2 separate regions of the Danio rerio genome follow, and region 2 is linked to region 1. Evidence: chromatin contacts called from public Micro-C data. All regions are on one chromosome and are shown on one strand. The core of a region is the stretch at or near the end of the contact, and the rest is flanking DNA. Distances in the headings are between cores, read along the strand shown. Region 1 has its middle 38 kb from the start of zgc:77938. Region 2 has its middle 89 kb from the start of zgc:77938.

Evidence for each region. Hi-C and Micro-C count contacts between places; a contact is called where the count stands out from the background.
Region 2: a Micro-C map of caudal fin shows a contact between it and region 1, with 4 times the contacts expected there. The contact joins two enhancer-like sites. A contact is called at or near these places in 3 of 18 Hi-C or Micro-C datasets (caudal fin and embryo).

What each region holds. Positions count from the first base shown.
Region 1 is chr14:40,546,886-40,552,384 of GRCz12tu, reverse strand. No RefSeq gene overlaps it. Among named protein-coding and RNA genes, the nearest start is that of zgc:77938, 38 kb to the right of the region's middle. Within about 2 kb of position 2,679, at least 4 of the 62 cell types and tissues checked have an H3K27ac peak or open chromatin away from gene starts, as enhancers often do.
Region 2 is chr14:40,598,076-40,603,514 of GRCz12tu, reverse strand. No RefSeq gene overlaps it. Among named protein-coding and RNA genes, the nearest start is that of zgc:77938, 89 kb to the right of the region's middle. Within about 2 kb of position 2,729, at least 3 of the 62 cell types and tissues checked have an H3K27ac peak or open chromatin away from gene starts, as enhancers often do.

The DNA of each region.
Region 1 (5,499 bases), core at 1,430-3,929:
AAATGGTGTTTAAAAAATTAAAAACTACTTTTATTCTAACCGAAATAAAACAAATAAGTTTCTTCTCCAGAAGAAACAAATACTATCAGACATACTGTAAGTATGTCCTTGCTCTGTTAGACATTATTTGGGAAATTTCATATATATATATGAAATATATACAACATATATGTTGAAATTTTGTAAACAATTTGTGTTTATGAAGGGTGTGCCACTGGGCTCTATATTGGGCCTAAGCAATATTTGTTTCTTGTTATGCTGTTGGGGATTATATAGACATCTTGAAAGTAAGTTAAAGCAATAACAGAAAATACCAAAATATAACATTTAAAATGAAAACAGAAAGATAACAGTGCAAGTTGCTTTAAAGTTTAAGGCAATAAATAAATAATAAAAATAGACCATAAAAAAGTGTCTTGCTAAAAAAATGTGTTCTTTTGCTATTTTTACAATAAGCAATTAACACTTCAAAATTAAACTAAAGCTTTTGATTAAATTGTATTTTAATGTAAATCTGAAAATAGTTTTTTTTTTTTTAATTGAGTTTTTTTATTTTACTTTGGCTTAGTGTAGTTTGGCTTACCTTTGAAATAGGCATGGGACAATTACCAGTTTCAAGCTATGCCACGGTTTGGAAAAGTCAAGCTTTTAAAACTGCAAAAAAATCTGTTATACCCTTCCTACAGTTTGTATAATATTTTTACATGTTTTATTTTTTTGTTTGTTTGTTCGTTTTTTGTTGTTTTTTTGGACAACAGTATCTCCAGCAGAAAATATATCTAAATATGCCTTTTCAAGTTGTAAAGAAATCAGTGTTTGTGAAACTAATGAAGACAGCAAAAGTCAATGATTTATTTTGATTACTTAGCCAGACAAAATATTTTTATTGTTTCTCAAAATAAAATGTATTTTGCTCAGAGGGGGAAAAGTTTTAGTTTTTTATTGTAAATATTTACAATATTTCCTATTGTAAATAGTGTTGTGAGAAATGCACCAAAGTGACTGAGAAAAACTTTAACCTAGTTAAGCCTTTAAATGTTACTTTAAGCTGTATAGAAGTGTCTTGAAAAATATCATCATGGCAAAGATAAAACAAATCAGTTATTAGAAAAATAAATTATTATTACTATTATGTTTAGAACTGTGCTGAATAAATCTTCTCTCCATTAAACTGAAACTGCGGAAAAAAAATAAACAAGGGGGCTAATAATTCTGACTTCAACTGTATATGATTATATCTAATATATGTGAACGTATAAATAAATAAAGTCCAAAGGTCAGAAAAAAATGCATGTAAGCACCCACATATATATTTTATACATATGAATCCCAAATGCGAACTTGTATGTTATATACCTGCATGTAATTTGCATATACTCCTATGCATCATATTTCTATATGGGTATGACTGATATGCAGGGGCGGATTTAGTGATTTGGGGACCCTAAACGATTCCAGCCATGGGTCCCACAGTCCTAAAATGCACCCTTTTTTACTTTTATTTTATTTTTCTATATTTTGCTAATATATTTTGTACAACTCAAACATCTTTTCTACGTTTTGTCTTAATGCAGTCTGTACATTTTTAATGATTCATTTTTATATATATTTGACTGCTGGACTGCTCCATTTTTGAGGTGGTGGACAAATTTGTGGACAATTAAAATAAAAATATTTTAATTTATAGTATTATTATTACATCTCATCACATTAATACAATAATAATAATATTAATAATAATAATAATATATTTGATTGTACATTAAATAATATTTAATTACATTAACATTTTATTTGTTTTACTTTCACCATACAAAATATAATAGAAAACAATGTTATAATTATTTTATTGGTTACCTCTATTTATACTTCTGAATATACTTCTAGAAATTATACGTCTAGATATTTATTGGGTACTCCAGATTTCCTGGGGCTCTAAGGGGCCGCTTACCTTACTTACTGGTTAAATTCGCCACTGCTGATACGCAAAGTTTTTTTACTTGACACTATCCAATATTTAGATTTAAGTGTCAGAAGTCATTTTTATTAAATAATGCCTCACTTGCATAATTAAAAATAACATTTTAGAAAGCATCAACCCGTGAAGTATGGTGATAACTGTTAGTTCATTTTTGTTCCCTTTCCGCCTGCATTGTCTTCCCTTAGCAAGTTTGCAGTTCAAATCCCCAACATTTGCAGAAAAAAAACTCTCTGCAAGTTACCCTAAGTTGACTCTCTCATTTACTCGCCACTTTTAATCTCCAAAACTTGACGCCCTGCCCTGCGCGCCTCATTCCAGACACTTTGACCCCCTGCTGGAAATGAAACGACGCCCCCTGTTGGCGCGGCTCTAGTGGGGATTAGGACGTCTCCCAGGATCAGCTGGGTCCTGCTCTGTCCCAAAAGAGGAAGAACAAATATTAATCAGCAGTAGCTCTGTCGCGCGAGGATGGCGGGGAGTTAGGAATCAGATGTTGTGGGAATGGGGGAGTTAAAAACACCCCTGTTTGTGCCTAGCAGTTTACTATGGGACAGGAATGTTTGCTGTTCTCCCTGCCATGCATCCCGAGGTTGGCAAGGGTCTGTGCCCGCACCATGTGTGCCAGTGTCAGCCAGCACAGCCTGCCCCGCCTCCACCTGCTCAATCGGGCAAAGCTACCACGGCGCCATCTGCTGCCCGGTGCAGCCACGCAAGCCATGCCATGTTTAATCAGCGCATATGAGCAAACAGAGCGAGCGGGCTGAGCCAGGTGGCAGAGCCGGCTGCCCGTTTGACTGAGGGGCCAAACCCGGCAGGGGCATCAAAGCCGGCCCGGGATTTACGGAGTAACCAGCCCCTAATCCACCCCCTTATTGGCTCCATTCATATTGAAATGTGTGATCAGAGGGAAGCGGGAGAGCCTGGTCTGGCCGGAGAACGGGTCGGCACAGCTGCAGGGATAAAGTTGCACTATGAGAGCAGCACTTTATTAGACGACTAAGGCCTCATTGATTGGATTAGGATTGGGAGGTCACGAGTGGCAGGACGTATATGTGTGTGTGTGTATGGGTGTTTGTGTGTGTATATATATATATGAATGTGTGGGGGGCAGGTTTCAGGGAAATGTGTTTTTTAACATATCTTTTCTTCAAGTGTGTGTGTGTTTGTATGTGTGTGTGTGACTTTTGTGCTGAATGTAACAGAGAATGGGTGGAATAAAATGGAGAGCAGAAGCTGAAGATTGATGTCGGACTCTCTGTGTGATCCTGTCTGGTATTAAGTTGTAGCGCAGGAGTTTTTTTTTTTTTTTGGCTTGCCAGACAACTGAAAAAAGAATTAGCTGGTGACTTAAAGGTTTGCTGTGATTTCTCTGCTAGGAAGCGAGAGCCGTTTAGGAGCGATTGAATGTGGCTTACCAGGGATCACTGATCATCCTCTGTGCTATTTTGTTTAGGGTAGAGAGTGTGGAAGAGAGAAAGTGAATATGAATGAATGATTGTGGTTACTTTGTATTGAAATGTTGTGAGAAGCATTTGAATTACATACAATAAACGTGTAAATAAATGAATGAACAAATTGTAATATGAATTTATGGAGAAAAATATTTGAATATAATTTGCTTTGCCACTCGGTGATTTCACTTTTTTCTTTAATTTTTATTTCTTCATTCATTCATTTTCTTTTCGGCTTAGTCCTTTTATTAATTAGGGGTTGCCACAGCAGAATGAACCACCAACTTATCCAGCATATGTTTTATGCAGCAGATGGCCTTCCAGCAGCAACTCAACACTGGGAAACACCCATACAATCTTGCATTCACACACATGCACTATGGCCAATTTAGCTTATTCACCTATACCGCATGTCTTTGGACTTGTGGGGTAAACAGGTGCATCCGGAGGAAACCCATGCAAACAAAGGGAGAACATGCAAACTCCACACAGAAATGCTAACTGACCCAGCCGGGGCATGAACCAGCGACCTTCTTGTTAGGCGATTGAGCTACCCATTGCACCACCGTTCCACCCTTCGTTTTAATTTTAAAAAGATTTATTTTCTTCCTAAAATAATGTTTTATTTAATTGAAAAGGTAAGACTTTTAAAATGTGACTTGATTTAATGACTAATCATCATCATTCATAATGTCCAAGTGGATGCTGCACACTGGTGGTGGTGTGGAGAGACCCCCCTCATTATTGTGAAGCGCTTTAGGTGTATGGCCATACACAATAAAATGCACTTAATAATGCACATTACATTCATTCATATTCTTTTCGGCTTAGTCCCTTTATTCATCAGGGGCCGCCACAGTGGACTAACCACCAACTTATCCAGCATATGTCTTATGCAGCGGATGCCCTTCCAGTCACAACCCAAGACTGGGAAACACCTGTTCACTCCTGCATTTACATTAATACGCTGCAACCAATTTAGCTTATTCAATTCACCTACAGCGCATGTCTTTGGACCGAGAGGGAAACCGAAGCACCCAGAGGAAACACTGGGAGAACATGCAAACTCCACACCGAAATGCCAACTGACCCAGCCTGGGCTAGAACCAGAGACCTTCTTGCTGTGAGGCGATCGTGCTACCCGTTGTGCCACCATGATGCTTACTCATTACATAACGTTCATTTTTAAAATAATTTTCTCTGTTTTGGTTTAACGCATAAGCCCTGAATTTGTTTAGTAATCTGTAAAGTATATCTTAGTAAAATAGAACTGCAAAGTCACCATTTACTGTATGCAAATTAGTGCAATCTTTGTTGTTGATGTTGCATTTATTTAACATGTATTGCTCTTTTTCTTTTTCTTGGACATCATAGTATGTTATTAGGATTGATTTGTTCTTCTTGATCACAGTTAACATTTGTAAAATGTGTTAAATTAAAAAAAAATACATCTCTCTTTTAAATTCGTATTTTAATAGGAAGCTATTCAATATGATATTAGTGCATATACATTAGATTAGTCAGTACTGAAGCCAAATCTATAGCTTATTTAACTAAATAACTTACGATTCAAAAACTAGTACACACAAAATTATATGATATAGAAATAAGTTGAATACAAATTTTAAAAAAGAGGAAAATCAAGAGAAGCAAAATAATAGAAAAATTTTGTAGAAATTTTGTAGGTTGTGAATTTTTATTTTTATTTTTATTTTTTTTGCAATATTTTGCTTGAATTATTTGCATTAACTTTCAATTTCTACTTCTGTTTGGTGACTAAAAATTTATATTAAAAATAATAGTAAAATAAATAAATATATATATATATATATATATATATATATATATATATATATATATATCTTTTTAATAAATCTGTTTTGTTTTTCAAAATGAGATGTACTCCATCATACTGAGCACTGTATTCCTTGATATTTTTCTTTCAGTATTATTTCTGAAGACTGTTTAGAAATTTGGATATCATAACAATGTATTGTGGGTATTTTGTAGCTATGTGTTATAAGACGAATGGCAAAAAGCACAGGCTGAAAAGCAACAGCAACAGAC
Region 2 (5,439 bases), core at 1,480-3,979, 51 kb before region 1:
TGCAGCAACGAGGATCTTATGTGCTCAGGGCTCTCTCCTGGGACAGCATGCCAAACACGCTTTTTAATCAATCATTAGCTAAATGTAGACTCTTGAATTTACCATTTATTTTAAAGGTTCAATTTAAGCCTTCCCCCCACCCCACATCTTTAATTAAATGGCGGGCATCTCTGCTATAGAGAGCTATTAATATTGACCTTAAAATTGTTTTCAAAAAAATTATAGCAGAAATAAAATAAATAAGTCTATCTTCAGAAGAAAAAATATTATAGGAAATATTGTGAAAAATTGCTTGCTCTGTTATACATCATTTGGGAAATATTTGAAAAGAAAAAAAAAAATCACAGGAGGGCTAATAATTTTACCTTCATCTGCATGATCAAACATTTGACCCTGATCCAAAATCCAATTCATAATTTCACTCTGTTGCGGTTATTTAATAGGACTTTTACAGTTTAAATAATTATACTGCTGTCATAAAGAGCATCTCCTGTCATCCCTTAACCTTTGTTTAGTGCTTATACAGAAATAATAAAATAGTTCAACACTTCTAACCCATCTCTGTTTGTGGTCTCTCTAAAGTGGGTGGGATTTAAAGTGAAGAGAGCAAGTGTTTATGCAAACTAACCAATAGAACGTGAGCAGACTAGGTAGAATGGATGGTATTGGTGCACTAAATAGTAAGCGACTCTTGAATGACTTCAGAGAAACAGACAGATAAATGACCCACAGGGCTCCATGTGGTATGTTACCATCCTGAAGTAGATAACTTTGATTTATACAGTTAACAAAAGACCTGCAAAGATACCGTAGCAATAAGTGGATGCTTTACTTATGCAGTATGTTGATTACTTATAGTTGCTTAAATTAACAAATAAGATGGTATGTATTTGAATTTGTTTGTGTGTGCGTGTGCATGTGTGTGTGTGTGTGTGTTTGTGTGTTAGCTGTCATCCTGATGGCATATTTGGAAAACAAACCTGGAATCTGTCAGTTTGGTTCAGTCACACTCAGACCTGACAGGAAGCTTGTCGTGGATGATAACGATGTCATCGGTCAGCCGGTTAACAGTTTAGACCCTGTCCAGTTAGCAGAGGTGAGACAGTACATCTGTAGCCTTATCAGCGTCTGTCCACACATGGAGAAGCCCAACACAACACTTCTCACACCCAGCAAATACCCAAGACAAAGCCTTTAAAGTGGACACCATTATTTCTAATGCTATGTTCATTCTAATTCATGCATTGTTTTTATGTGAATATATTAATTAAGTTAAGTGTAAACAAATGACTAATACTCAAACTACTGTTATTGAGTAGTTTTTCTCAAGAATTGTAATTCACTAAGTAGATTTAAAAATTTGTACTTTTACTTTCCCTTGAATACATTTTTAGCACTGTGTGGATACTTTTACTCCACTATTTTCCTTCAACCTGCAGTCACTACTTTATTTTTTCCTGTCTATGGGGATTAGAAAAATCAGTTCTTTGTTTCCTGTCCAATCAAATCACTAAATCGCATCATAATGGACTACCTCAACACCTGGGTGATTTATAATTGCAGCAACTCTTTGGAAGCGTTGAAAATGTCCAAAAATCATCACACACAATGACTCAGAGACTGTTTAGACTGCAATGAGATTTGATGTTATTGGACATCAAAATAACATTGTCATTAGATGCTGGCTAGACACCTGAATAGGTAAATTTTAGTCACCTGACATCACAACTTAAATCTACCCTAATATTAACGTCTTATGATGTTGTGTCCCTGCTGGTCAATATCTAAATTCACTACAGAATGTTACGTTTACACACATCCACAAATTACATGTAAATGCATCAGTTTTTACAGTGGTACTTACTATTCACTACTCTTGAGTATGATTTTTCAGTACTCTTTCCATCAGAGATTTATTTATTTAAAAGTTAAAAAAGGCATCTTGAAAATGGTTCATTATTGTATTAGGGCTAATCTCAGATTAATCTAAAATAGTGTTTAATGAGATAAAAAAAAAAAAAGTACTGTTTAAAAGTTTTTATTTCCTAAGGATTTTACTGAATAACTGATTGATAGTTTTGACAGAAATAATGACATTATTTAGCAAGGATGCATTAAATTATTCAAAAAGTGACTTTAAATAGTAAATATGTATATTTCAAATAAACTGTATTTTTTAATTTACTAAAAAATGATTTAAAGTTAATTTTTATCAATAATATTTGAATACTGATACTAATATAACATCTTAGGCACCAAAGCATAGTTATTACAATGATTTCTCAGTTAAATTAATGTTTTAAATATTATTTTGCAATTTATATTTAATGACAATAATTAGAAAAATCATATTCATATATTTATTATAGTCATAAAATTAATTACAATTTAATTAAATTAATAAAAAAAAATTAAATTTAAATTTTTTAAACAATTAATTTAAATTTTAAAATAATTCATAACTTTAAGATTGTATTAGTCAACATCAGGTAACTAATAGAGAGTAACCAAATACAGAGAAAACTGCTCTTATCTGTGTCTCTGTGATTAGTGTGTTAGTGGTCGTGTCAAAGTGTGTGTGTGTGTGTGTGTGTGTGTGTGTGTGTGTGTGTGTGTGTGTGTGTGTGTGTGTGTGTGTGTGTTTTCCATTGATATCCCAGTGCTGGACAGTCTTAGGTGGGGTCAAACCTTGGAATGTGGCCCTTCTTATCAGTACTAGAGAGAGAAAGAAAAAGAGCAGCAGCAGCACAAACATTCCTCTATCCTTCATCCTTACAACTTTACAGCCATCACTCGTACCACTTACAAACGTTCTGTTTAGTCTGCCAAGACCAAAAGAGTCTTCCAGATTTTAAACTCACGTTACAGTGAAGTCAATAGGTTGGCATTCAAAAAATATATATAAATAAATAAATAAATAAAAAAATTCAAAAGGTGGTTAAATAATTCTGATTTTAACTGCATATTAACTATTCACACAAACATATAAAGCTTACATGCAATAGTATGATATTACTGATATTTACTCATAGATACTGTAAAAAAATGACAATGCCTTGAATATTCAATTTGGGTTAAATTACCACTTTATTAATAAATCACTTTAATTTAAATTACAATAGACTGATGTAAAACAGCTTGTGTAACTTAAATAGTAACATTAGAATCATTAACTTATGTTCTTTTTTACAGTTATTTTATATTACATACAAAATATTTAAATACACTGTAACAAATAGGTCCCACACAAATCCTTCATGTTGTCACAACACAAATTGATTAAGTTAACTTAATTGTTTTTACAAATTTAAGTGGATTGCACAAAAAATAATTGAGTTATTCCATAAATACCTTACAATTTGTGTTGTTTCAACTCATTTTAAATGAAAAGCTTGAACAAGCAGTAAAAGTAATTTTTGAGTGTGTAAATGCTCACATGTGTAGTCACATCTACAGTATACACAGTATACACACTTATAAGATCTCAAAATGCATAACAAATTAAGTAAAACCTTTATTAAATCTTATGTTTTATGTTAAATATATATATAAGGAGAAAGTGTTGTTTTTAGATGTATATACACCTATTATAGGACCAGTGTTGGGTAAGTTACTATAATTAATTACTAATGAATAAAAATGTATTTAAATTACTTTTATGATTACTTTCACTTATAATAAATAAATACTCTAGACTACCTAAAATCCTTATAAATCCAAAGATGATAGAAAGTCTTTTAATTCTATAAATTGGAGTAAAAACTGGGCCTTTAGCTTTATTAAAAAAAGAAATACTTCAAAGAAGTGAAACATGTGTATCAAAAAAGGAAATGTTTCAAGATAATGACACAATATTTTAAACTTTCTGTATATTGTGATCAATTTCTTATTCAATTGTTTGTTTGAATTCATCAACTTAATGAGTGTAACCTTCTTTCGTTATAATATATTGTATAACAAAATAATATAATTTATCTGCTTGGCTGATTTGATTTGTTCAATTTTGGAAAAAAAGTAGTTTTTTTTCAACCCGGGCTCGTTGTGGAAACGTAGTCCCGCGGACGTTTCTGGAGACCGCGGAATACGTCCCGGCAGGTACGTACGGCTGCAGTTTTTGTTTTTGCGAATCCGCGAGTGGCTGCTGTTGTGCGCTTTTTCGCATCTCAGATGCCTCTCGCGAGTGCAGTTCGCGCCTGCGCTATTCTCGTGTGAACCCACCAGAGGCCGCTGTCCAACTGACTGGATGACTGACTGCGCGACCGGCCAATCGGCCGACCCGCCCTTCTCCTTCCCTAAACCCAACCAATTTTACCAATCGACCCGCCCGCCCGCTCGCTTCCTTAAACCCGAGCGACAGTTTACAAAAGCCGTCCAGAAAAAGAAAAGCCCTGATTTTTTTTTTCTAACGCGTTTTGGGATTTCACCGCGTTCTCACCCTGTTACGAAACTCGTTGACTTAATTTTTGGGATTCTGTTTTTGTCTTACCTGATTGCTTGAACCGCTTTTCCTCGGACTCAAAACCGGTCACCGTGGTCAACTCCTCTCTGCATCTCGAGCCTGCCAACGTACACAGTGAGCTGAGTGGACAAACGGGTTGCAGCGGCAAAGCCCTCCACAAGGAGGTAAGTGGTCGGCCGGCCGGCAGGTAAGCGCAAAAGGGAACGGTGTCACACCGCCCTGCAGCGTTCGCTTGAAAAAAATAAACGCAGCCGTACGTACCTCCCGGGACGTATTCTGCTGTCTCCAGAAACGTCCGCGGGACTACGCTTTCACAATGAGCTTGGGTTGTTTTTTTCAACACATTTTAAATGAGTAATTTCAACAAGCAGCAAAAGTAATTTTTTGAGTGTGTTACGTTAGTCACTTTGTAACTAATTACACGGAACACAGAAACATATGAAGAACCTTTAAATCAGCAAAATAGGATACTTAGTGCCTGACAAATATAACATCACTAACACTTTTACCAAAGCCTAAAGCACTTTTATTATTATCTCATCTAGAGCTGTAGGTTTTAACATAAGGTTTCTATATTACATTAACAATATGAGATTACGACAAATTAAGTGTGTAAGTTAAGCTCTCTTCACCGATGGAAAAGTCCCAGAATTCATATATGGAATTGTCTTGGCTTTGGATGTCACTGGAGATGCATCGCTCCATTACCACTGTGAGAAAGCAACTAACTACTGCGTCCAAAAAAGCCCACTCCATTGACGTCAATAAACTCTAAAATCCAAAAGGCTACAGACCAAAACTAATTCTCTGAGCTAGATGCTCGAAATCTCTGTGTATACTCAATCAGCTGCGAAGCTCATCGCCGTTCTCTAGGCTTCAGCTCTTGGGCCATTTTTCATCCTATAATCCTTCGTTTCACCCACAAAATTCACAAGCTCCTCCTGCCCCATGCCAATGCTAGCCAATGGATGCCTCCGTCG